Regions from separate parts of the Mus musculus genome. Here all the other regions are linked to region 1. A link is a contact called in public HiCAR-type and promoter capture Hi-C data. All regions are on one chromosome and are shown on one strand. The core of a region is the stretch at or near the end of the contact, and the rest is flanking DNA. Distances in the headings are between cores, read along the strand shown. Region 1 holds the start of Hibadh (3-hydroxyisobutyrate dehydrogenase). Region 2 holds the start of C530044C16Rik (RIKEN cDNA C530044C16 gene). Region 3 overlaps Gm31686 (a long non-coding RNA gene). Region 4 holds the start of Prr15 (proline rich 15). Region 5 has its middle 9.3 kb from the start of Gm32403. Region 6 holds the start of Chn2 (chimerin 2). Region 7 overlaps Gm6559 (predicted gene 6559).

The links. Promoter capture Hi-C pulls out the DNA fragments that hold promoters and counts their contacts. HiCAR-type assays count read pairs that join an accessible place to other places.
Region 2: a contact with region 1 is called in a HiCAR-type map of astrocytes, with 2.5 times the contacts expected there. The contact joins the promoter of C530044C16Rik here to the promoter of Hibadh in region 1. A contact is called at or near these places in 3 of 39 promoter capture datasets (hippocampal neurons and liver) and 1 of 115 datasets of contacts at active chromatin or transcription factors (astrocytes).
Region 3: a contact with region 1 is called in a promoter capture Hi-C map of pre-B cells, with 2.5 times the contacts expected there. The contact joins the enhancer-like site here to the promoter of Hibadh in region 1. A contact is called at or near these places in 5 of 39 promoter capture datasets (hippocampal neurons, liver, pre-B cells and 1 more) and 1 of 9 other capture datasets (adipose tissue).
Region 4: a contact with region 1 is called in a promoter capture Hi-C map of liver, with 3 times the contacts expected there. The contact joins the promoter of Prr15 here to the promoter of Hibadh in region 1. A contact is called at or near these places in 2 of 39 promoter capture datasets (hippocampal neurons and liver).
Region 5: a promoter capture Hi-C map of hippocampal neurons shows a contact between it and region 1, with 3 times the contacts expected there. The contact joins the enhancer-like site here to the promoter of Hibadh in region 1. A contact is called at or near these places in 2 of 39 promoter capture datasets (the 3T3-L1 cell line and hippocampal neurons), 1 of 115 datasets of contacts at active chromatin or transcription factors (astrocytes) and 2 of 9 other capture datasets (adipose tissue and embryonic stem cells).
Region 6: a contact with region 1 is called in a promoter capture Hi-C map of liver, with 3 times the contacts expected there. The contact joins the promoter of Chn2 here to the promoter of Hibadh in region 1. A contact is called at or near these places in 3 of 39 promoter capture datasets (the 3T3-L1 cell line and liver).
Region 7: a contact with region 1 is called in a promoter capture Hi-C map of the HPC-7 cell line, with 3 times the contacts expected there. The contact joins the enhancer-like site here to the promoter of Hibadh in region 1. A contact is called at or near these places in 3 of 39 promoter capture datasets (the HPC-7 cell line, hippocampal neurons and pre-B cells), 2 of 115 datasets of contacts at active chromatin or transcription factors (astrocytes and pancreatic cancer cells) and 2 of 9 other capture datasets (adipose tissue and liver).

What each region holds. Positions count from the first base shown.
Region 1 is chr6:52,638,239-52,641,928 of GRCm38.p6, forward strand. It overlaps Hibadh (3-hydroxyisobutyrate dehydrogenase), which reads right to left and starts at 2,062. Exons shown (of 8, transcript NM_145567.1): 1 at 1,923-2,062. The coding sequence starts at 2,010. It overlaps LOC115490472 (a small nucleolar RNA gene), which reads right to left and starts at 1,117; the gene lies at 996-1,117.
Region 2 is chr6:50,774,289-50,777,978 of GRCm38.p6, forward strand. C530044C16Rik (RIKEN cDNA C530044C16 gene) reads left to right here and starts at 1,827. Exons shown (of 5, transcript NR_045984.1): 1 at 1,827-1,861; 2 at 1,981-2,115.
Region 3 is chr6:50,937,468-50,941,157 of GRCm38.p6, forward strand. Gm31686 (a long non-coding RNA gene) reads right to left here. Exons shown (of 4, transcript XR_377658.3): 3 at 1,253-1,499. Among named protein-coding and RNA genes, the nearest start is that of Gm31686, 5.1 kb to the right of the region's middle. Within about 2 kb of position 2,089, at least 17 of the 459 cell types and tissues checked have an H3K27ac peak or open chromatin away from gene starts, as enhancers often do. A contact at or near this core is called in pre-B cells, where this site is marked.
Region 4 is chr6:54,324,863-54,328,552 of GRCm38.p6, forward strand. It overlaps Prr15 (proline rich 15), which reads left to right and starts at 2,039. Exons shown (of 2, transcript NM_030024.3): 1 at 2,039-2,448. The region is part of intron 4 of 9130019P16Rik (RIKEN cDNA 9130019P16 gene); the gene reads right to left.
Region 5 is chr6:51,214,817-51,218,506 of GRCm38.p6, forward strand. No RefSeq gene overlaps it. Among named protein-coding and RNA genes, the nearest start is that of Gm32403, 9.3 kb to the left of the region's middle. Within about 2 kb of position 1,830, at least 48 of the 459 cell types and tissues checked have an H3K27ac peak or open chromatin away from gene starts, as enhancers often do. A contact at or near this core is called in adipose tissue, where this site is marked.
Region 6 is chr6:54,037,977-54,041,666 of GRCm38.p6, forward strand. It overlaps Chn2 (chimerin 2), which reads left to right and starts at 1,956. Exons shown (of 13, transcript NM_001163640.1): 1 at 1,956-2,179. The coding sequence starts at 2,131.
Region 7 is chr6:51,382,300-51,385,989 of GRCm38.p6, forward strand. All of the region lies in intron 1 of Gm6559 (predicted gene 6559), which reads left to right. Among named protein-coding and RNA genes, the nearest start is that of Gm6559, 4.4 kb to the left of the region's middle. Within about 2 kb of position 1,887, at least 50 of the 459 cell types and tissues checked have an H3K27ac peak or open chromatin away from gene starts, as enhancers often do. A contact at or near this core is called in the HPC-7 cell line, where this site is marked.

The DNA of each region.
Region 1 (3,690 bases), core at 812-3,311:
ATTCTCTATAAATAGCTTAAACATAATATGGAGGCAAATCCCTCCACAGAATTCAGAACATCAAGTATTAGTAATTGAACATGGTTCCTTTTCTACATTTTCCTACACTTCAAAGTTGCATGGAGATGAGGTATTTTCCCCAATTTTTAGAAAAGATTTAAATCTCAAAAAAAATTAACATTTTTTGTAATTAGTTTACTATTTGTCATTAATATTAGTTTAAAATAACTAATTTAAAATAACTCCAAAGTAAAAAGGGATTGTTTGAGTGTTTCAAAGACATCACTAAAGAACTTTTTCTTAAAATTAATTGTTCATAGACACATGCCTTTGGGCCAGAGCAGCCCAAGCACAAGATGGCTTGGTAAGGCAGTTTACCCAGCACCAGGGAGACAGGTCCTTCCTGCTGTCAGAGCATAGGATTATAAGCTTTGGCCTCAGACTCTCCTATCATGAATTGTAAGAACTTTCATAACCCTTAAAAGGTACATGAATGGTTCAAGAAACTATCATTAGTCACCTTGTAAAAACACTAAACAGCAAATATATCATCCTGAACTAATCAGATCTCAAAATGTTGTACACTGATAAGAAAACTGCTGCTCCCTTCAAAGTGTTTTTAAAAAGAAAAAAATTATATCCAAAATCATGTGTTTGCATCTGGCTAATCACAATTCCTTATCTGTCATCTGCTACCTATTGCACACAAATGCTCTTCCAAAGCAGAAAGAAATTTCATAAGTTTTTCCTGAGGGCAAAGACTGGGAGCTGCTCAGAAATCAACTCCCAACATATTTCTTACACAAAAATTAAAACAAGTGAACACAAGCACCCTGAATCCAGAGCCTCCTGCATGCTAAGCAAAGGCAACGGTGTTTTGTTTGCTAGTCCTGTATATGATAGTGCTAACCAGCACATTGTTAAAATAAACTTTTACATTTAAAAAAAAAAATCCTTCGGTATCTCCCACAAATCAACCAATTTTTTTTTTCAACACATGTTCCCAACAGGTTAACTGCTAGACAAGTAGCATATGAAAACCCTCATGGGAATTTTTCTTTATGGTCATGTCCACAGCAAATGAGAAACTGCATTCTAAAAGCCTTGGTAATGACCATTTCAACCAATTCTTAATTAAAGAGGTGTCTTGATGTCCTAGAAAATCCAAGAGTCAGGGAGAAACAAGGGGTACTTCCTGGATCTTGTTGGAGAAGTCCCAATTTACTCATTCTAAGGCCTTGGGAGATCCTCATGTGAAAAGCAGTTCTCAGATATTCATGTCGCTCTAAAAGCTTAAAACCTGGTCACTTTCCATACTTGCAGCACAGCATAGTAGTCGGTTAGGTTATAGACACAACTTTGAGGCAAAGAATTGTGGTTAATATTTCGACAAAAGTCCACCACTTTGAGGCAGCACAACTCCATTTCATAATGGAGTTCGCTCTGCTTGCTGGTCAAGGGTGACAAACTTTGCTGGATTTCTAGGATACCGCCATGCCACCGACTAGAGTAGTTAAAACACAAATTAGGCCTTGAAGTCTGAGGGAGCCCCCGCTTAGGGTGAAGCCAGGGAGCTGGAAGGCCAGGGGTCCCAGAGGTGGGTGCGGTGGGGTCACCTCTGGAGCTGAGCCCTCCAAATGTCCTAGGAGCCCCAAATCCAAAGCGCACGCCAGGGACCCAAACATTCCTCCCTTCATCACAAGCTGTTCCTGGGTCCCGCAGAGGAAACGCTGAACAATCTGGAGCCGGGCATAGGGCAGGAGTGGAAGGCTGACGGCTCAGGAGGCAGTTACAAGGGGGCCCAGGCCTAGGAGGCGACCACAATTGTCGCTTTTACCCTCAAACCAACCGCAGCCCTTCGGGCGAAAAGCCCTCCTCGGATGACCAGAGGAAGAAGAGCAGATGGGGCGCGAGGTCCTTACCCGCTGCAAGGCTGCCCACGGGCCGCCGCCGGCCGCTCCAGTACCAGAGGCCGGAGGCTGCTCCCCGGAACCCCAAGGAGGCTGCCATGCTGTCCCCCGCCCCGCCTCCGCGCCGTGACCTCCGCCGCCTCACACACGGCCTGTGAACTACGAGTGTGCGCAGCCGGGATGGCCCGCACCTCCGTAAGGACAGCTCGCGCACGCGCTCTCCTTGCTCGGCTTGGACTCCGCCCAGCGCGGGGCGGAGCACTGTGTTGAGAGGCGTGGCCGGAGTCGGGAACAGTCCAATCAGGATCCCGAAATCCATAGACGCCCTGCCTTGCCTCCGGCTCCTGCTGAATTTACAACCTTTGGGTGAGAGAATTCTTGTTTACCCAAAAGCTGAGGGGTGTGTGGGAGGCGGTGGCTGTCGCTCACTACCGCCTCCTCCGAGCACCTGCACTGAGCAACTGCCTCTTCACTGGGCTGCTAATTGTTTTTCTTCCTCCCAGACAAGAACCGCAGCTACTGCAGTATTAAAGGAAAGAGCAGAAATGTTGTGTTTCCTAGTATAGGGACTCATTTTTAACTTCAGTAATAAATACATGGACCTCCCAGGGTTAACATATATATTTTCAGCGTCTGTTGAAACACAATCACAGAATCTACCATGTGTGTAATAACTGAAATCTATGTGATATACAACTCAATGGTTTTTCCAGTCGTATTTGAAAAGTAGTAGGGAAGTAATTTAATAGCACTGTTCTCTTTGAAGAGTAGAATTTCTAGGAACTTACTGAGTTCCAAGAAATGCGTCAATGTTTAAAATTTTCTACAACCTGCATCTTTTGAACCCAAAATCTAATGGTACATTTAAACCCAGGAAGTAGTATATATGTATATTATAAAAACAGATATTTTGCTGATCTTTCCTTATTTGACTATTTGGTATATTTGGTGGCTTAAATAAGCATGGCCCCCATAGACTCATATGTTTGAGTGCTTGGCACATAGGAGGTGTGACTTTATTGGAGAAGGTGTGGCCTTGTTGGAGGAAAGGCATCACTGTGGAGACCAGCTTTGAGGTCTTACATATGCTCAAACGACAGCTAGTGTGGCACACAGTCCCCTTCTGCTGCTTTCAGATCAAGACCTAGAACTCTCAGCACCAACTCTAGCGCCACGTCTGCCTGGATGCTGCTATGTGCCCCACCATGATGACAATAGACTAGGTCACTGCAACTGTAAGCCAGCCCCAATTAAATGGTTTTGTTTTTATAAGAGTGGCCATGGTTATAGTGTCTTTTCACAGCAATGAAACCCTAAGTAAGACAGTATACATATTTGAATATCTGTTCCTTGAGGATAATCGCAAAGTATTCAATTTCCACTGGAGAATTTTTATCTTCAGTACACTAAAACAAGACTTGTAACCTTTGAAGAAAAGTAGGCCAAGAGGCAAGAATGGGGCTTGGGGGGTAGGGGGAGGGCAAGCAATAAGAAAACCAAGATGCCTACCTTCCATCCTCAAAAAAAAAAAAAAAAGCAAAACAAAACAAAATGACAAAAAACACCTGTGTTCGTCTTGTTTTAATTCATTTTCCTTGTGCTGCAGTCATCCTAAAAAGCAAAATCAAGGGATTCAAGTTTGACCTTTAAAAAGCAAAGTGCCTCTTCCTAGTCACCCACAGGGCTGATAAAAGGAAAACTAAGATTGTCAATTTTTTTTTTTTTTTTTTTTTGCAGGCTCAGGAGTTCTGGCATGGTATTAATGTTCCCAGGAACCCAT
Region 2 (3,690 bases), core at 577-3,076, 1.9 Mb before region 1:
TCCAGTTCTACTTGTGTCAAGAGCTTCAGACTCCGCATTAATATTCTGGTGGTTGTTTTTTTTTTTTTCTTTCAATCTCTACTTTGAGCCATTTCATCTCATTTTGACTTACAGCCTCTGTGTCCTAACTACTAGGTTTTCTTCCAGCCATCCTGAGCACTTTCTTCATGCTAAACTTGGTGACTGGGTCAGGCCACTCCATGCAGAGTCAGGAAACAAATCTGTGCTGAGGGGCCGGAAACATGGCTGGCTGGGGTGGAGCTGGGGAGGGGGGGGCGGGAGGTAGAGAGATTTTTGTATTCCCCTGACTCGAAGAGGAGGCTGTTCTATGTGTTTCATGTCTTTATCTTGTCACAGTTCATGAAATTGACATGGTCACCTCCGTTCAGTAAGAAGACATTGAGGCTCAGGGACAGTAACTAGCTTGTGCAAGGTCACCTAAGCCTGTCAGTGACAACTGAAAAAATTAAGTCAGACCTCCTGTCTCCAAAGTCCCTCTGAATTCGCAGACCTCTCCAGCAAGGGTTCTGGAAGGATGTTAGGGAAGGCTGACATTCCAGCCAGACCTGGAAGTGGGACAAATTCAACTTGACTCCTTGCTGAGAGATGGAGTATATGTTAGGCAACCAATCCAGACAGGAGCGTATGACAAGGTTCTAGATTGGTTCCAGGCCAGTGCCAAGCAAGCCGCACTCAGAAGTGAGGTAAGGTTAGCTGATGGTACCATGGCTTAAAGGTTTCCCATGCTTTCATGCTCTGATGGAAATTGACTCTGCTTTTCCTTAATTTGCTAGGGAAACTTCTAGAGAAAAGAAACTCTTTTCTTGCATGGAGAGGTGACAGGAGTGTTTGCATACCTGGATGGCCCCAGAGAATTTATAGCCAATCCCTGGAGCTAGCTCGCTCGCTCTCTCTCTCTCTCTCTCTCTCTCTCTCTCTCTCTCTCTCTCTCATTAATTTTATTTATTTAATGTATGAGTGCTCTATAGCATACATATCTGCCTGCCTGAAGAGGGCATCAGATTCCCCTATAGATGGTTGTGAGCCACCATGTGGTTGCTGGTTGCTGGGAATTGAACTCATGACCTCTAGAAGAGCAGCCAGTGCTTTTAACTGCTGAGCCATCTCACTAGCCCCACTGTAAAGGTTTCGGAACCATCCAAAAAGCATGCACCAATTCTTTCCCTTCCTCTGTCCGTGATGCAGCAGCATTAGAGAATCCAGGAGGTTGAACCTATGTGACAAATAATTTGTGTCCAAAACTCCAGCTATGAGGAAGCTCATCGGTGTAGAAGGAGATGAAGTCAAGGCCGTGTGGGAGGGGAGATCTGAGTCCCGATCCTCAGCTCCTGCTGATGATGTGACATCATGACATCCTGGCACCCTCCATAGAGCTCTCAAGAGGCAAGGCAGGCTGCTCTTCAAACCAGCTCCTGGAAGGGAGAACACTGCCAAGCAAGGGACAAATCTGACTGAGATGTAACTTATAAAACATAGGGAAATGACAACGTGAACAGTTATTTTTCTCTGGAGACACACATAACAAATGGCACATTCAAATCAGCGCTGCGAATGTTAAGTAGTCTCTACATGTGCCTGGCCCTGTGACTACACAGTGCGGATTCCTGGGCTCTCCTTTCAGTCACTAAGAAGGTTTTCCCTAGATTCCCTACTGGGAACCATCTCCCAGGGATTTCTGGTTCAGGATGGCTGAAGCCCAGTGGGTCCTGTGACTCTGGCTTTCTGATGCAAGGGCCATCTGAGTTCATTTTGAGATGCTGAGACCAACCCCTATCCATTCAGAAGCCATTCGGTGTCCCTTCTTCAATTAGTTCCTTATCGTGGGGCTGCTGAAAGCATTGTGAGTATCCAGAGATGAATTAATGAGGGCTGAAAAGATCCAGAGATAGTTACATGCAAAGATGAAAAGGGCCCATTAGAATATCGGGATAAATAAAATCTGCCCTCCGCCCATTTCAGAAGACTTAATGGAACGTCGCAAAGTGTTCAGAAGGAGTTGTTCTGAGGCCTGGAGGGAGGCAGACACCGCCATTCCTGTCTGATACTTGGGGCTGTAGCTGCTGCAATCCACTCAGGCCCTCAGCTCTGGTCCAGGTCAGTGTGATGTTAGGGATAAATGTGTGTGGGGCATCCTTAGAACAAAGCCAGGGAATCGGGAATTTAAATCACTCTGATTTATGCCCAGCTTGTCAACTCTCCTGGGCTTTAGAAATGCTGAATATTCGAGCATTTGCTTTCAGATGTGGCACTTGCTTTCAGATGTGAGGTGGGGCTTGTTCCCAGTTGATTATTAACAATGGGGACCCTGACACTTCAGTGATGCTCAGCTGAAACCTTTAAACTCATCCATTCCTGCTTTGTGACGTGCTAGAGATTCCACGAATTAAGAAAAAAACACTCTATAGGAACATCATCTGACTTTTTTGAGCAGTATTTCTGCGACCAGTTAGTTACCTTGGGGGCGGGGGGCGGGGATGGAGGCTTAAGCATCCTTTATCTGTGTTCACACATCTGAGCTGCCACTCTCTTACTGAGTGTTGGGAATGCACATCAAGTCTATACTAACGAAAAATTCTTTCCTGAAGAGGAGACAATGGCGGGATACTCCTCTACCGCCTGTATTGTGGCTGCTTATTATGTATCTAACAGTGTTCCATGCTGAGCAGAAAACCTGGTTCCTCCTGCCCACGCGGTTACTATAAATGTTTCAATCAATCCCTTTCATGCAGCACAGAGCACAGGAAGCACAATGTGCAGTGACTAAACAAGCCATTTAAATTCTTCTCAGGCAGAGAGGTTAAGAGAGAGGTGGGGGGAGGAGCGGCGAGAGCAGAGATGGCCAAGGTACTGCATTCAAATGTTTTTGATGGGTTTCTAAGATACTTGTCTCTTTTCTCCGAAACAAATGCATTCATGTCCCAGGAAGGAAGGCAACGGAGGAAAATGCTCGCTGGTGAGCTCATGAGAAATGCCAAAGGAGTTGTTTGTGTCGAGCTTCAAATATCAGGGTTTCTTTATTGTGGAGCTTTGAGGCTCAGAGTCAGGCCAAGTGTTTCCATGACAACTAATAGATGTTATGTTTATTTACTGAGCAGCGGGTGAATGACGCATCAGCAACTGACATTTTAGTTTCTTTCTCCTTTTTCTCCCCTCTCCAGTAAAGGTTTGTTTTACTGGATGAAAATGGCTCCATCTTCCGTTTTATTCATCAGAGCTTCTAAGGTGAAAATAAACCTCAGTTTAATAGGATTCAGTTATTCCATGAAACACACGTTGAGGTCCCGTCCCTTTATGGGCCTCAGAGAGCCTTTACAGTGGGCAGTTGCTGGTGAGAAGATGAATTGCAAAGCAAAAAGCAAATTTTGGGTTTTACTCACTTGAAAATGATCTAACAACTGCATTCTGAGTGATGTAAATTTACACAGGTCTCATTAATGTCCTCTAGATTCCATATGACCTTGTTTATGCTCCTACTAATACATTCATAAAAGGGGGCCAATTAAGACTTGTAACAGGACCACAGCCTCAGCAGAGATGGGAGCCAGGCTGCAGGGTAGGTTGGGACAATTGACCCCTGGTTATAAATAATGCTATATCCCACCATGTTATCTGCCTGTGGCTTGTGGCTCGTATGCCCTCTAACTATTTGCGGTCAATTTTTAATGCTGA
Region 3 (3,690 bases), core at 839-3,338, 1.7 Mb before region 1:
CACTTATTGCAGGGCACTCTTCCTTTTGATGTATCTCAGATAAACCCTGACTTCTAATTTAAATAATGACATGTTTGTAAAGCTCTTTCTCTCCAAAAAACTCTATTGAGGAGTTTGATTTTTTTTTTTAAGTTTAGTACCCGTGTTAACTTTTACTTATTTTTTTATATCAAAATAAACTTTGATTTCAAAAATGTAAGAGATGGATGTGAGTATTTGACTCAGAAATGAGCCCCATTCCCTCGTGTCTCAGTTTACCTAAATAATGAGGATTAGTTCAGTCTACCTTCCTTCTTGTGAGGGAGGGAGGATGGCGCCATGGTCAAGGACAAATGAGATGACTGTTTATGGGAGCAATCGAGAAATGGGACAGGCATTATTTGTACAAAACAGAGGTAGTATTGTGTGGGGATTTTTTTTTCTAGCTGACTTCAGTTCCAGCCCAAATATCTATGGCTCCAGAATTTTTAATTGGTTAATTGTGGAAAAGCCAATGAATGGGGAAGTTAAAAGTCCCAGTCGAGTGCCAAGGTTTAGTGTGAGGCACATCATTCATGTGAGCATGGCACATCTTCCATAAAGCAGGGATGTGGCCACAATGCCTGCTCTGCTTCTAAAATCCTTTGGCCATTTTGCCACTGACATCTGTCCTTGGAATATTACGTGGTTTTCTTACAGATTCTTCCTAACTCAAACTCATCCTGACAGATGAACCAGGGAAGGCTGGTATTTCCAAAACACCTCTTGGTTAGTGTGAGTCTAATCACCTCCTTTCTCTGATTAAGGTTTGACCTAGCTACTCTCCGCCACTTCTTCTCAGGGCATCTATGGTGACTGCTCTAAGGTAGAATATCCCACACGTTCCATGCTCAGGGTCATTCTACCCACGCAGTGAAACTTCATACAGGTAGGACAGGCACAATCCATGTTTTGCAATGTACCATAGATCTCTGTGCCTCCATGTCCTCATCTGTGAAATGGGTACTATATTACTGACTATCACAGACTAAGGTGGCACTGAGTACACATCTCTGTCCCAGACACTGAGTAGCTGTCACTCTTCTGGTTCACAGAGCACACTCTAGAACTTAGAGTCACTTCTGAATTTGATCCCAATGTTCGTCTTGCTGTTTCATTTTTCATTTTCTAGCAGTCCAACATACATTCATTCCAACCCCCACCCCAAATACGGAGTTCAATATATGCTAGTTTAAACTTACAAATGTAAACAATTTATGAAGTGTATGCTTACCACAGGCCTGTATTTTATTTATGATCCAGTACTGAGTCCATCTCACGAACTATAATATAGTTATCATAAACTCGACAACATGTTGGTGGATCTTGCCTACTGGTATTTCATAGTTTCGTGTACACGTGTAATTTTGATTCATGGTATTTTCAGCTTACAATGGTTTTGTTGGGGACATAGTCCCGTTGTAAACCGAGGAGCATCTGTACTTGTGAATACGTTCTTCAGGCCTCTGCTGTAGCATTTCCTTAGGAAAAAAAAAGAAAAGAAAAAGAAAAAAAATTCACTTCTTCCTCTCTAGTGACCCCTGGTGGCCAGCATGGAAATGAACATGGCAAACAGTGTTAGATGTGAAGACCGGTCTCAGTGGCATTTTGAAACACCGCGTGTATCTTAGACAATGTCCTCCTCCTATCTCCCTCACACTGCTGCATCCCCTACACTGGGACCCCTCTCACACTCTAACATACTGCTGCCCATTCAATACCTACTGGCTACGTGCATTTACTGTGGCAGGTCAAACAATACCATCCTGAGAAATTCATGCAGATTCTAAAGACATCACATAGAGAGAACAATAAAATATGAAACATATATTTTATTATTTTAATTTGTATTGATTATATACTGAAATGATATACTGTCTGTGTCTTACAGAGTTTTTATCACCAGAGTAATTGTACTCTGTCATGCACTACTTTCCTGTGACACTTCTTGTCTTTAAGATTGGATCTGGCTATGTAAGCCTGGACTGATGAAGAACTGGGGTTGCAGGTGTGTACAAAGCCACCCCCTCCTTCTCCCAGGCTGGGGTTAAAACTAGTGCCTTGTGCATGACACGAAAGTCAGTTCAGCTAAACAAAGTCTTCAGTTCCCCTCCAGGGCACAGGTTTCTGACCAGGCTTCCAGGCATGGGCTCCCTCTTGTGGAGCAGGTTTTAAGTCCAATTAGAGAGTGCTTGGCTACCCCTATAATAGGAATTCCATAATTGCACATCTTGCCAGGCAGGTTGATCTTGTAGTTTGTAGGTTTCACATCTGGGTAAGAGCTTGGATGATCTTTCCCCTAACAGCCTGCGTAGAACTGTCTGGACTATGAAAGCTAGCTGGCAGGGAGAACAACCTCTTTAATGGCTGTATAAGTGTCACGTTTATGGGTGTATGTTCTCTATTCAGATAATCTGGGAATAAGCCATCGATTAAGCAAAATTGAACATAATACTTCAAAGCACCCTTTGCAGTTTCTGTGGCCACTACACCAGCTTCTGGCAAAAAAATAAATAAATAAAAAGATAGTCATAATTGTATGAGCAACATCCTTAGTGAACTCAGCTGTTTCTCTTTGCTCTCTCCTCATTCGTCAGGGAGGATTTTGATATTCATATCACAATTACAAGATAGAGTGATTTGGGTCCTTAAATTACATATGGAAGTTAACCTTTCACCTTGAACAGCATCCTAAGTTAAGAATAAATAATGATTGCATTAAGCCATGTGTGATCTTTTAAAGATGTGTTTTACTGTGTACAGGTATGTGTTGTCTGTCTGTGTCTACACATGGGCATGCATGTGCTCTCAGAGGCCAGTAGAGGGCGTCAGATCCCCTGCAGCTAAAGCTCTAAGCAGTCATGAGCTGCCTGTGACAGCAGAGCTAGGACCCCAGGAAGAACTCTTAACCTCTGAGCCATCTCTCTAGGCAAGCTAATGGAAATTATCTTAAATGATATTGGCTATTTGGTTAATATGGGTTTTTTTTTGAGATAAGTTCCTAGAAGCAGAATTGCAAAGTCAAAAGGTATATATGTTTTTAATGACTTTTGCTGAGAAATTGAACAGTCATTTTACTCTTATATTCCTTATGTAAAAGGCCAGGTAAGGCACTGAAGGTCGATTGCTCCTTGGTACCTTGAGGATGATAGTTCTATGCTGATGAATAATTCTGCTCACAGAATATACAAAAGAAGATGTTGCCTTTTAAGAATGATGGCTTTGGAATGGAGGTTTTTTTTTTTAACTGCATGAGCTGTGTAGGCACTTTCAAGAAATAAGGATTATAGAAAAGGGAGCAGCAAGTAGCTTGAGTGTGCCTGGGCAGAGCTTCAAAATTGAAGGGCGTTGGTTGTTATTGTGGTAGGGAGGCTCTGGTCCAGCCTGTCTGTCTGGGATATAACTCACACTCTGCGGATGGGCCACTTGGGCCACAGGCTGCATCTTTGAATCCATCTATGGATTCGCTCTGTAAATCTCACTACATACAGCTGGGCCAGGCTCTTTTCATCTATCACAAACCACTGCCTTTCGTTTGATAACGACATTTGGTCCTTTAAGAGACGCAGATGTTAGATGTGGAAGGGGTGAAGATAAGACCACAAAACTTTTAAGATTCCTCCCAACTCTGAGACTCCCGCATGAGAGGCTCTGCAAGGAAGTGAGAGAGGT
Region 4 (3,690 bases), core at 789-3,288, 1.7 Mb after region 1:
CCAAGACCTTAGTTCCTAGCACCCAGTTCTAGAAACTCATTCCTTAAGTGGGTGATCATTTATTTTGCCAAGAAAGCAACTGTTAAGACTCTGCATTGGCCCCAGTCCCAGCTGCCATTGAAAGTCTGTGTCCTACTCAGCTGCCCAGTGTCACCTCCCAGGTCTGCCCAGCCACACTCTGTGCTTACATCACCCACCTGCCCTTTGAGCCTTGAGAAGCCCAGCATCCTTCACACCTTGAGGCTCTCTTAGCTGCTGTTTACCCTGCTTTTCATGACTCTATTCATTACACACACACACACACACACACACACACACACACACACACACACACACACACACACTTCACCTTTCTATGGATATATTCACCCCCATCTAGTGGTTCTCTCATTTATAAGGTGCTTCCACTCAACCCAGGAGGCATAACAGAGACATTTGACATTGCTGAATGTATTTGAGGAGCTATCTTATTGAGAGATGAAGGATTTGTTTATTGAGAAAATGCTTGTGGCTTTGTGAAAACCACACTAGATGAAAAGCCATTCAGCAAGCTAGTGTCCTTTTCCTGGTGTCTTCATTCTTTCAACAATGTGCTTGACAAGGGCATGTCCCAGCTCCATAAACGGTGGTGGTGGCGACTCCCCAGACAAGCTTTTCTCATCATATGACATCTGCCTCCGGAAAGCTTCCTTTAAAGCTGGCAACTAGTCTTTATCAAGTACCAGTGTTATGGTTCAGTGTCCCCACTTTAAAACTAACCTCAAGAGTCAGTTTTGGTGGTATGCCAGAGTTTGAATCCAGTCTTAGTTACATAGTGAAATTCCACCAATAAAGAAAGGAAGGAAGGAGGAAGGGGGGCAGAGAAGGAGGGGAAAGGGGGAGGAGAGAGAAAGGGGCAGAGGGAGGAAGGGGGAGGGGAGTTCTCTAATCTCTGGTTAGAAACAAATCATTTCCAAATACACAGTGTATGTTCATCTTTCATTTTTTAATTGAATCCAAACTAAGACACCAACCAAGTCCTTGTATTTTCCTCTTCCCTACTGTATTGAAAGTCTCTATAAAATTCCTGCCTGCTTATCAAATCCTTATTGCAAGAGATCAGAGTTGGTTGGTGATCTGTCTCTCACCAGGCTTGTCCCGCAGAAAGTGCTCAAAGCAGACAAATTGCCTGGACTGCCTACCTTAGAGGCAAAGAAAGGGTCCTACTTGCATGTCTGCAAGCCTAGAGACCCCCAAAATCTCTTTCAAGTCGTAACTTCGCCTTAGTTAGAGAAATGTCTCCTCTAATACCGTTTTTGACAAATAACCACCGAGCTAAAGCACCTTGCACGGTGCTGGGGCCCATTGGTTCACCCTCTCAGTGGCTCTGGGCTGGAGTAATATGCTTGGATGGGTGTCGATGCGCGGTCGCCCAAACGCGAAAGATGCTTTGTAGCATAGGCACTTAGTTATGGTAAGAACCCAAGACTAACAAGCTGATAAGCTGGAATCAAACTTCCAACCCCGTTACTTCGAGATTGCCCTTCAGCATGCAATCCTGGACAACTGTTTAACCTCCGCAAAGCCATGGTTCCTTTGCAGGTCTGTTAGGAGCCATAGTGCCCAGGCCTGGGGCGGTCTGATGAGCAAGTGAGTTAACCCAAGTGAGTTGACCCAAGTGAGTTATAGTACTAGGATAGCGCCCGATGACAGCAACGACATGGTTCTCAACTCTTAGTCTTTTAGGTAAGGGCGCTTGAAACTCCCAAACAATGACAGAGTTTGAATCAGCTCTCCGAGTTAGAAAATTTGAAAGCCTTGGGACTCAAACCTCAGCGCAAGAACGGAACGCGAGCAGGGAGGCGGCGCAGCACAGCTTTTTCTCCAATCAGAGTCCGCAGGGCTGGAACCACGTTTGCAACCTCGTCCAATCTGGTCCCCAGAAGGGCGGGGACGCCTACCTGCACCTGTAGCCTGGCGGCCGCCTCCTGTCCCACCCTGACCCTCCCCTCCTCCTCAGTTCTGGTGTCTTCAGGCCTTTGGCCAACCACCAGCAAGTGGGCAGATGTCTCAGCGCGTTCCTACGGACGCTCAGGAAGGGTAGTGCGCCGGAGTCAGTAGCCCAGGTCCTGTCTAGCTGAGGCCAGAGAGCAGAGTGAACGGGAAGAAAGGACGCGCCCTAGAATGTGAGACTCCCACCGGGAAAGGCTGACCAGACTCACCCTGGGGCGGAGGATCTGACAGTCCCTGCCACCTGAGCGGACCGTGCTGCCAACCCCAGGTTGTTCCGACAGTGTGCGAGTGTCAGGGGTGTTGGGCGAGATCAGCAACAACGATTCCTGCATCTCTCCTAGTCAGCGATAAGGGACACCGCGACTAAGCTTCAGGCACCCGGAGACGCCCCCTCCGTGTTCTAGACAGCCCGCGCGGCGCAGCGCGGCGCCGCAGTGGCCCTGAAAGCCCCTACAGGTGAGTGAACCAGAGTCCCTCTGCGTCTCACAAGGCAGGCCCTGGCGCTACGAAGTCCCTGGAGAATGCTGTCTAGCGCTTTGCAGTGCCCCTCCTCCTGCTGCCAGAGGAGAGGCCCCCCCCAGAACAGTGATCTGCCTACTTTTGCATTATTTGCCATCTTTTCCTTGCGCAATTCTCACAAAGCCTTTCCGTACACACCAAGTTGGTCACTGTGGAAAAGAAAGTGTTGGGTGGCTGCCCACCACCATTAATAAATGCCTTGGGGTGCGGTGTTTTTCCGATCTGCAGAATAGGGAGTAAGACGTTTGTAGACCCCAACGTTGACGGTGCCTAAGGGTGTGGGCGCCTTTCTTAGGGAAAGAACTTTGAGCTGGTTCTGCTTTTACGGTTTTCAAGCCCCAGTCCGAGTGAGTCCTCAGGACATCCCCAGGGAGGAGATGGCGCCTCCCCGTAGGCGCAGAGACTTCCTCTACCAGGCAGTTCCGGGAGAACCTGCAACAACAAACGGCCGCACAAGTTTCCCTCCTGCGCACTGGCGAATCCCAGGAGCGCCGCGGTGCGTGGGCTGCGAAGCGGCGGAGCTGAAACCTAGAAATGGGCGGCGCGCGCGAGCCCTGCCCACTCGTGGTGGCCGTGTCCAGTAGCACGCTCACAGGAAGTGTGCCAAGAGTCTGGCTTGCACTATCAGGAGCGTCTGGGCTCCGTTATTCAATGGTTTTCTGGAGTTCCTGGTTGGGCGCTCTCCTTTGGAGGATGGAAAGGCAACCAGCAAAGAAAAGTACCAGAAGACTTTGTTTACAATAAGTAAAATCCTCAAGAGATAGAGAACTATGAAAGAAGGGTTGGGACCCGCGGCCTTCCAACAGTGTGGAGATTGGCTCTAGGGAGTTAAAGGAAGAGTGGGATGGCGGTTTCCAAGGGAAGTTAAGTCTAGACAGCCTCTGAAAATCACAAGGCAGAAGTGGTTTGAAGCAGTTTGAAGTAAGCACAACCATGAATTTATGCTCCCCGCTTTCTCACTTGGATACACCGCTCATCACCGCTCATCCTAGAAAAAGACTGCAGAAATTTGAGCCATGCTTACTAGCTTGCTCCTTATGGCTTGCTCAGCCTGCTTGCTTGCTTTGCTTTGTTTGTTTGTTTTTCGAGACAGGGTTTCTATGTATAGTCCTGGCTGTCCTGGAACTCAAACCAGGCTGGCCTAGAACTCAGAAATCTGCCTGCCTCTGCCCGCCTCCG
Region 5 (3,690 bases), core at 580-3,079, 1.4 Mb before region 1:
TTGCCTACAGCCTGATCTACAGTTCCCAGTTGAGGCTCCCTCCTCTCTGCTGACTCTAGCTTATATCAAGTTGACATGAGACTGTTCAGCTCATAACGTGAGGTGTTCCTATCACTGAGGCATCTACCCACTACTTAGATGTTGATGGACAATGAGGAATTGGGTGTATAAATTGTAAACAAAATACATTTTTATGGAGGTACTGATTTGAAGTCACCTTCAGTGTATTTTCTCACATCTCTGACTTCAGAGAAACAAGCCATGCCCTTATGTGCATGTTTTTATGTAGGAGAGTCTGACCTTAGCCTGGGAAATGGCTGCTTTCTTGTCCTGTACAGTCTCTGTTGAGCATTTCCACCTTTTGTGAAGGGTGGGTTCTAGACAATCTAAGTGAGAAGAGCATACAGAAGAGAGTTTTTCCTTTTTTTTAAAAAAAATTATTTATTTATTTATTTATTTATTTATTTATTTATTTTGAGACAGGGTTTCTTTGTATAGCCCTGGTTGTCCTGGAACTAGATCTCTAGACCAGGCTGATCTCAAACTCACAGAAATCCACCTGCCTCTGCCGCCCAAGCGCTGGGATTAAAGGTGTATACTACCATTGCCCGCAGATTTTGCATCTTAACTGCTACAACTCACTACAACACTCCCCGTTCCTGTCATTCCAATACCTCTTTCCCACTCTCCTATCCCCTGTACCCATCTCCTCCAAGACTTTCCAAGTTCTGCTTTCTCCTGACATCTTTCCCAGGGCCCCAGCTGGAAGCTCCGCCTTCGAAGGGCTCTGCCCACAAAGGGCTCCGCCTGCCACGGACCATAGGTTGGCTCTACCCAGCACAGCTTTGTAAGGGCTCCACGTTGTCTCATAAAGTTATAGGTGATCTTCCCGAAGCCTTCCAGAAGGTTCTTCCTCAGCCTTGAGGCTCTGTTATGCTTTGACCCCAGGCTGCTTGCTCCCAAGGTCGATGAGTGTTTACCAAGATCCAAAGACTTGTTTTCCCAGTAACCCTCACAGGGGAAATTTTCTCTAGACTCGGTCCCTCTTGGCGTGAGGGGATGGAGGGTAGGTCAGCGCCTCTGACCACATTTCTTCTGGGGACTGTTTTCCCCTCATTAATCCTGCTGTCAAGATTAAGAATAGCTCGAGACCCTGCGGCAAAGGCTAATGGAGATTGTTTTGTTCTTTTTCTTCCCTCTCACCCTGTTCCTATGGAACCTTCTTCTACCTCCTTGCTAAATACACATCTCCTTTCTGATTGGACGTCACACTTTTCAAAACAAAACATGTGAGAGGCTGCCTTAAACACAAGGATGAAAATCTCCCAGGAAAACTCAAGGTTCTGTGGGCAGCAGTGTCACATTCACAATGTGGACAGGTGACGCTTGATTTTGTTTTAAACATATTGGAATTCTAGCAGTATCCAAATGCCCAGAGATTTAATGAGGGCATGTGTTCTCAGGAAACAGAAACTCACCCAAATTATGCAAGTCAAACAGACAGGATAGAAGTTAGTGGGGCCAGCCATTTCTGCCTTTCCAAACATAGTAGACATGAAGGTTTTAAATTTTTATTTATAAAGGGAACATTGCGTTTAAGGTTCCAGACTACAGAATTGCTACAACTGCAGAGAGAGTAAATTCTCTACTCCTCGTGATGTGTAATTTTAGCTCTATAAAGCGATATAAAGATTGTGACATATGTGTCAACAACTGGGGCATCAGGCCCTGGGCGATGACCCAAAACAACTTTCCTCAGACTTACAACACAGTAACTGGGAGGGTTATTGGCAGCCAGCCTGAGAGAGGCTCTGACAAGGAGCTCAGCAAGCCTGCCAAATGCGACCTCCTTCCAGAACGAGGTCAAAGTTGTCTGCAGAAGCCAAGGATGCAAAGTGGAAGTCAGAGCTCTGACCAATCAGTAAGTTAAGTCGCTGTTGGTGCCCGTCTGGAGCCAGCCGTCTGGAGCCAGCCATAGGTTTGTTTGCTCCACTGGCAATCCTGTCTTATGAATATGTAAGAGCAAGACCGTGACACTCTACACTTGTGCCCACTACCACCAAGGGAAGTCATTTAATAGTCCCGAACATTTAGTGACAACTCTTTCACACCATTTCAAGTTCACTTCCATCTTCTCTTACCGTTTGTTTTAGAATTGTCTTGTGGCTGATAATAAATAAATAAATAAATAAATAAATAAATAAATCCTACTACCTAAATTAGGGTGTGAAGATCTCCCAGCACCCAGTTCTCTGCATATGAAGAATGGCAGAGCTTAACCCCGTGCTCAGACTCAGGCATGGCAGCTCTGTCTCAACTTCCTTCCTTCCTCCCTCCCTCCTTCCTCCCTCCCTCCTCCCTCCCTCCCTCCCTCCTTCCCTCCCTCCCTCAATCCTTCCCTTCCTCCTCCCTCCCTCCTTCCCTCCCTCCCTCCTCCCTCCCCCCTCCTACGCAAATCCAGACAGGGTGAAGCCAGGACCATCACTGATTCACCATTATTAAGAAAGAAAGAGCCCGGCAGTGGTGGCCCAGCACTTGGGAGTCAGAGGCAGGCAGATTTCTGAGTTTGAGGCTAGCCTGGTCTTCAGAGTGAGTTCCAGGACAATCAGGGCTATACAGAGAAACCCTGTCTCAAAAAGGAAGGGAGGAAGGAAGGGAGGGAGGGAGGGAGGGAGGGAGGGAGGGAGGGAGAGAGAGAGAGAGAGAGAGAGAGAGAGAGAGAGAGAGAGAGAGAGAGAAGGAAGGAAGGAAGGAAGGAAGGAAGGAAGGAAGGAAGGAAGGAAGGAAGGAAGGAAGGAAGGAAGACAAAGAGGGGGAGGGAGGGAGAGAGAAGAGGGAGGGGGAGGAAGGGGGGACACAAAGAGGATAAAAGAAGACAGGAAGAAAAAGATGAGGTTTGACTTTGACATTTGGCCAGAACAGTACCAGTGGTAAGGCACACGCCACTTCAATCCTTTGTGACAGGCAGGGTCAGGGACTGGGCCGTCATGATGTATCCTCCCTCAGCAGAAGGTTTTGCTTCCCAGCTTCCTAAGCAAATGAAATGGAGGAACAGTGGTCCCCTTGACCATCAGAGATTCTTCTGTCACCAGAAGCAGATGAGATGAACAATGTATGCAAGGACTTTGGAGATAATATGGTGGTAAGAAAATGTGAGGCCACAACATACTTATGAGGTGACATATCATCTATTCCAAGCAAAAATTGGACAGAACTACCACTAACATTTTAATCCAAAATTCAAAACAAAGACCTGAAAATCAAACTGAAGCCAGTCTTGGAATAGGGGACTGACTGTGCTCTGCAAGGGAACCAAGGGCTGCAATGGGTCTGGCTTCAGCCATAGACGCCACAGGGTGATGCCCATGGAGAGACGGGCTGAAGGACAGCACAGTAACTTGGTCCAGCGTTGAGGAAGACAGCCTGGCTCCCTCATCTGCTCCTCTCTACACTGGGGTACTGGAACCCACTCAGTGAGCTGAGGAGGACCTAGATTCCTGCGTGCCCTCCTCCCTGGAGTGCCCTTAGTCTGTGGACTGACTTACAGCCATTGCAGCTTTGCTGAACAGCACAGTGAGGCCCTCTCTTTTCAGATACATTGGCTTAGCCGTTTTAGAGGCTTTTAGCACTCTTCAGAGGTTTTTAAAATTTACCCAACAGTGTAATTTCCTTAGTCTGTCTGGTGTTGCT
Region 6 (3,690 bases), core at 706-3,205, 1.4 Mb after region 1:
TGCCCAGGTCGTAATGATCCTGTTCAGTGACATAGCCATGTCTGCCATCTAAAGCTCCAGAGGGCTTTGTAAATTACTAGTCAGACAACCAATGCCATGTCATGTCTTGAACTCTGGGTGTCCAAGAAGTTTCACTCTCATAGAGTGGTCAAGATCATGCTGGGTGAGTATATGTCCCCATAAGGCTCCAGATGAGGTCACCTCAAGGTTGCAGTGCCCTCCAAAAGTGTCTGGGGTAGGGAGACTTGGCAGTACCTGAGTCTAGTTGACCCAGGCAGATCTGTCTTAAGAGCCCCTGTAAATGGAGTCCAGGAAGAAAATGCTCAGTGTAACTGAAGTGGCCCACAGGCTTTCAGCAAGAAGTTCACCCCATCCCACCCCTTTAAACTAATCAACAAACAAAAGTGGGTGGGGCACTTGTTGGGCAGTCACACTGGGATGGCATCCCCGGTGGTGGTGGGGATATAACATATACTTTAAATCAAGTAGAAAATGTGACATGAGTGCATATCATGATCCTTTAACATTTATTATTCACTGTACATGAGGTCCTCTTCCGATGTGGAGGCCCCCAGGACCTCGCTGCTGTTCCAGAGTCACTCCTGATCATTTTCAAATGGACTATGTCCTTTTTAGCCATGTTTTTCAAATCGTGCCGCTCCCAATGAGAACACTTTCCGTTTTGCTCTATAATGAGAGTACTTTCATTCCTTTAATGTTTGCTTTTTTTCCCTTTGATCTAACAATTTCTGTTCAAATTTCACAGTTTTTCTGTAGCTTTAGGAATGAAAGAACCGATTACCCTGCTGGGAGCGTGAAACGGATTTTAAAAAATATATATCTGCATGACATTTCCTTCCAGTAAAATTAATTTAGGTTTAAATACAGGAGGATGGCACACACCGGCTCCAGTCCCTTTCTCCGGTACACCTAGGCAATTCCTTATCCTTAAAGGATTCAGTCGCACCTGCTGCAGAGTCAGTCTTTTGTGAAGATCCTACCAAGGGGCAGAGAACCACTTTCTTTGTGTAAGACCGATGCCACCTTTGGGATGTCTCTATTTCTTTTAGCACCGGTCTCAGAAGCATAGTGGACTTTGGGGGCACTGTCCCTGCCAGTGTCTGGGGTACTTAAGTGTAGCTAGATCAGCTCTCTCTGCTTTAGGAGACGCTTCTTGTGGCAGGGCAGGGACCTTCGGTTCCTGACCAACAAAGGACAAATTAAAGGGTGATGGGAAGGGCGCTTCCCAGCCTTGGTGGCATCCTGGCCTGCTCCAAACCCGCACGTAATCCTTAGAGACCTTGTCTTCTCCTTCTGGAAGTACCCCCACCCCTGCACCCCCTCCCCCGAGCTGTGTGGCTGATCCAAACCTAGAGCTTGCTGCCAGTCCCACCACCTTCCTCCTACGACCCCTCCATCCCCTTCTAATTCGGGAAGCAGCACTGTACACTGCTGCCCGGCCCGCCTCGCGTCCCTGGCGGCGTGCCCAACACCTCGGGGCAGGCTCCGAGTCCTGATGGTCTCCACCCCTTGGTCTGCAGCCTCCCCCTGCAGCCAGGGTTGCAGGAGCTGTCAAGCCGGCCGAGCGGATTCAGCCCGGAGCGCCGGCGTTCCTCTCCTTCCTTTGTGTGCGCGCGCGAGCCGAGTTGGGGAGGAGGGAGAAGGGGGAGGTCGCTGTCTATCTGTCTCCCCCGCCTTTGCCCGGGCCGCTCGAAGTGCGGCGGCGGGAGAGGCTGGATCCCTAGAGTCAGTGCCGGGAGCCGAAGGGCGCCCAGGTTCCAGTCGCGCGCAGGGAGCGGGCCCGCGGCGGGGACAGCGGGGACGCCGAGAGAGGTGGTCCCATCCTCCTGGCCGGCCGCCTTGGCCTCGCTGTGCCCCTGCCACCTCGACGCCCGCAGCGGAGTGCGCCCAGGCGCCGAGAGGGACGGCGAGCACGAATAAATAGCGGCGGCGGCAGCGCGTCATCTGGCGGAGCAGGAAGTACAGGCAGAGTCCGGAGGCCGGTGCTTCCCGCGCGTCCCCAGGACTTTGCCATGGGCTGGGGGCCGCGCGGGCTGCGAGCAGCCGGCCGAGGGCAGCGGCGACGCCGCCCGCACCAGGACTGAGAGAGCGGTGACGCGCGGCGCCGAGATGGCAGCATCCAGCAACTCTAGTCTGTCCGGCTCCTCCGTGTCCTCTGGTGAGTTTCAGCGCGCGGGCGCCCGTGCTGGGATGGAGAGTCTACCTGTGGCCGTCCCTCCCGCTCTAGGAGAGCGTGGCGCGGGACACGAGCGTCACTGGGACACTTGTTAAGGTGGTCAACACCTTTGCGTCTGAGCGGTGACAGTGTAGTGGTGGGACTCGGTGGTGTCCTAGGCGTGCGGACCTGGAGTCTGGGGCTCCTGGCGAGCAGTAGCTGCCAGCAGCCTTGCACTTTCTGCACAGCTGGAACAGGGGCAGAAGGCGCAGGGAAGCTGAGGGCACAGCTGGGCTCGGGACCTGTCTGCCTTGGTGCCAGAAACCTTGGATACTCAGAGCCAAAGAAGGGTGCAAACCCCAGCTCCTTGCAGACTCGGATTTCTTTGTTTGTTTCAGAAATTAGCTCCTTGGAGACACTCGCTTGGGGTATGGGTTTGAGAGAGCAGCCAGGACGAAAATGTGTCTTGCTCATCTGACTGAAGTGGGATAGTGGAATGGAGGTTGAGCCCAGCCTCTGACTCCTGGCGTGTTTAGTGTGTGTGTGTGAGTGTGTGTGTGTGTGTGTGTGTGTGTGTGTGTGTGTAGGGACAGACAGAGACAGAGAGACTGTGAGACAGACACAGAGAACATGTGTGCGCGCGGGAGGGGGGCGGTGGGGGCTGTAATTTTACTTTCAAGGCTTCTTTTTTTTTCAGTGTTAAATGTGGCTGGGTGAAAGAAGGGCTTTCAAGCTTTTCTATGGTTGATCAGCAGGTCTAATTGAACAGAAAAAAATGATAATGAATGTGAATGCATAAGAATCAATGGAGGCAGCCCCTCTGGTTTCTGAACATGACAGGTTTCTAATCAGACTGATGCATTAGGTACAGTTCTACTACCCCTTTGGTCACTGAAAACTTTAATAAGAAACCCTGAAGGGATGGCTGGTAAGACATTTGGCATGGTATACAGAACTCAAGGGTCCAAGACAACAGTCTTCAAGTCCTGGTGGGAATGCTCAGTGTGTTACTACTGTATGGTGTCCACAATTGAGTTCCTTTTATTTATTCTCCAAAAATTAAATCCGGAGTGGAGAAGAGATGCAGCACTGGCAGGAAGGCAGGCATTAAAAGGAATCATAGCTATGGATGTGTAACTAATCAGATTGTAGACACAAGGTGACTGTGACCAGTGTAGGTGTTCTCTTGAAAGCTACATGCTATTTTTTTTTTTTTTTTTTTTTTTTGGCCAGGTTTAGTCCCAGGGAAAGTTTAGTCCCAGGGAAATGACATTTCCTTTAATGACTGCTGCCAACTAATAAAAACAGCATTGTTAGGTGTCCGGTAGTTTAAGCGGCTGGCAGTAGGGACTGGTGGGCAGAGCAGTCAGCTCTTATTAAGAACAGCAACAAGTTGACCGCCTGTGGTTTTAATTCTGAGAACTCAGCAAATGCTAAGGCTTATTTTTAGTACCCTCAAACCACTGCTGCTGCGTTTCAATTCATTTTGGTTGACTAACATTGAATTTAAGATG
Region 7 (3,690 bases), core at 637-3,136, 1.3 Mb before region 1:
GCTTTACCCATTCTCCCAATATTCTGTCAATTATAAGCTAATAAGCACCAAAGACAGAAACTTTCATTTTAAAATATTCTGGGGTTTCTTGAGACAGAGCCTCATGTGACTCAGGTTAGCCTGGAATTCACTGTGCAGTTTACCTGCACTGGGTCGAGACCCCCCACTTTGCCTTAGGTGATCTGAAAGTGACTTCCTGTTCAGGGAGTAGCTGTGTGACTCCGTCTGAAAAGTTTTAGATGTAATGTCACCAGCGGTGACATATGGAGTGGCCAAGCAGGAAAGAAAGAAGGAAAGCTATGGCTGCACACGGAATGTGTGCACAGTGACAGGCATAGCAGAAGCCGCCACGGCAGACTCTTGCCAAAGACTCTAGGCCCGGGCTGCACCGAAAGTCTTTTGATGAGATAGAAGACAAAGTATCAGCGGTCAAAACATACAATTGTTTCCGGGACATATTTGTGTATGTGTCTTTGCATATACCCCAAGTCTCAGCATAGCTCAAGCTATGATTCAAGAGACTGGTGATTTGTCATGCTCAAAGCCTTGGTCTGCAATTCCAGCACCACGAGAAAAGGCACGCAGGTATCCAATCCCCACGCTCCGGAAGTGGAGGCAGGAGGAGCAGAAGTTCAAGGTCGGGGGGTGGGAAAGTGGGTGCTCCGTGGGTAAAGTGTCTGCCAGGGAGGAATTGAATCCAAACCCCAGAAGCCACCTGAAGCTCAGAGCAGTAGCACTCATCTGTGGCAGGAGGGGAAGCCAAGAATCAATCAGCCAGTCCAGCTCACCCAACAGAAGCCAGCAAAGAGACCCTCTGTGGAACAAGAAGAATGTAAGGACCAGCATCAATTTCCATCTGTCCTTCAACCTCCACTTGCTGTAAGCATGCTCTCTCTCTCTCTCTCTCTCTCTCTCTCCCTCTCTCTCTCTGTTTCTCTCGCTTGTGCTCTCTCTCTCTCTCTCTCTCTCTCTCTCTCATACACACACACACACACACACACACACACACACACACACACACACACAGAGTTCAAGGTTATCCTTGGCAATGCAGCAGAGGAATCACCTGGGTGCTTATCACGCATCCAGGTTCCTGAGTCCTAACTCCAGAAATTCTGATTCAATTGGGGAAGGGAAAAGAGGGTGGCAGAGTTCACAACCCAACCCGACTTGGAAACCACTTGGGAGAGGGAGTGTTTCATACCCACCATAGCAGGAGCTCAGGAGGTTTCCCTCTGTCAGCAAGCTTGAGTAACAAAAACACATGAGGCTGGGAACGTGCTAGGGACATATCAGGTAAGATTAGGATTTAAATATATCCTGGGCCTCTCCTTAAGGATCATATATGTAAGTCACAGTGTGTGTGCATATATAGAACGTGCAGGTGTAATTTAATTAAAGGCAGGGCAATCAAAGAGAAAGATTCGCACGTTCTTCCTTCCTAGGCCACTTAAGGAGTGAGGTTGCAACGAAAGTCTCTCTTTTTTTCTAAGACATTATGAAAGGGGGTTAGTGTGAACAGGGTCAGGGATCGGTAGAGACATTTTCCCTACAGAGTGGAAGGAGAGAAGCTGGCAGTCACAGAGAAGCTGGTGAAGCTCCAGGTCAGGACAAGCAGCTCACACATGCCCGCCCACCTGCTGTGAACCAGACCTGAGAGAGCACCAGCACCTGCCTGGCTACCGTGTGCCTAATCCCAGAGTTGACTCGAACAAATAACATTCATAGTCTATGATTAGACAACAGCTTTTCCAAATAGAAGCCAGTACACAGTGAGACAGGAAAAAAAAAAAAAAAAAAAAAACCCTCAGCAATCTGTCTGAAAAGTAATTCTGCGATCGATCAGCAGGTGTCGCTGTTTTGCCTACGTGAACAGGGCTCTTTGTTCTTGGCCAAGTTGCTCCGACGCTCCGCGTGCAGTTAAAGACGACCAACCCGCTCTCAAGCTTGTCCCCGAGGGACTTTAATTTGGTCCGAGACAAAGAAATTCCTTCCTCAATTTTTTAAGTGGAGAAATATAGTGAAATTATGCCCGTATTCCCTAAAAAAAAAAAAAAAAAAAAACTGTATTGACATGTCATATTGTAATTTCCAGGGAACCATATAAAACCAAGCTCACACTGGTAGCTGCAGGGGCTGAGATGAGGAAGTTGAGTTTTCGTTTTATAAGATAAAAAGAGTTGGCTCCAGCCGCATATGTAGCAGAGGATGGCCTTGTCGGTCATCAATAGGAGGAGAAGCCGTTGGTCCTGTGAAGGTTCTATGCCCCAATACAAGGGAATGCCAGGGCCAGGAAGCGGGAGGGGGTGGGCTGGTGAGCAGGGAGACGGGGGAGGGGATAGCAGGTTCTCAGAGGGGAAACCAGGAATGGGAATAACATTTGAAACGTAAATAAAGAATATATCTAGTAAAAAGATCAGGAAAAAAATATAAAAAGAGTTATTGGTATTGAACGTGGGGTGCCTTTAACACCACTAAACTGTGCACTAAAATGGTTAAAATGATAAATTTTATGGTATCTGCATTTTAAAGAGTTGGTTGTGAGAGCCTAGCTTTTGGGTTTGTTTGTGTTTGGTTTTGGTTTTGTTTGTTTGTTTGTTTTTTTTTTTCAAGACAGGGTTTCTCTGTGTAGCCCTGGCTATCCTGGAACTCACTCTGTAGACCAGGCTGGCCTCGAACTCAGAAATTTGCCTGCCTCTGCCTCCCGAGTGCTGGGATTAAAGGGGTACGCCACCACGCCCGGCTGAGAGCCTAGCTTTTAATGGCTATACCATCTCTCTAGTCCATGTTATGTATTTTTTATCACAATAAAACATTCGAATAAAATGAACAGAACAGAACAAAGCAAAACCAACGCTAAGCCTATCTCTAACCCTCCTTGTAAGTCACGTTCATGAATTGGCAACATGAGCCTAGAAAGCAGATGAATTCCAGAGATGAAGTCTGCCATCTGGTGCACAGGATGAATGGACCCCTTCTGTGAAGAACTCAGAAAGCCCGTCCTGAGCAGAGGTCAAACGTCTCCTTCTGGAAGTCCTAGGGGTGGGAAAGATACCGAAGACAGCATTTAAGCTTGTGATGGACTGAGCTTACATTTAAAGAACCCACTGTGTGAAACAGAGATCCTGGCCTTTCCCGTCATATCTGCTCCTCTAGAACTCCAAACTTAAAAATCCAGAAAAGAGTCAGTACTATTTGCTGAGCCGCCCCACCCCATATGATAATATATGTTTATTTAGACCCAGTTTTCAGCATATCCATATGGGCCTAGGGAAATGGCATTCCTTACACCCAAGTAGGTCCAAGCTTGCTGGGACATTACTTCATTAGCTTGTTTGTTTAAGACAGGGGTCTCTCTACATAGCCCAGGCTGGCTTTTCCTCCGGCCCAGCTCTTCTGGGAAACCTGCTCATTCAGGATCTCTGATACAGTAGTGCCCCAAACTAAAAACCCCTGCCCTAAGAACTCAAAATATTATCTGAAGACACTCAAAATTCCACTTAAGATTCTAATCCAATCGATCAAAGCAAATGCTGTTGAAAACATGCATCTTGAAAGGAAGCCAGGGGCTAGAGAGATAGCTCAGTGCGTAAGGGTACCAACTGCTCTTCCAAAGGTCCTGAGTTCAAATCCCAGCAGCCACGTGATGGCTCACAACCATCCGTAATGAATGCGTCTGAAGACAGCTTC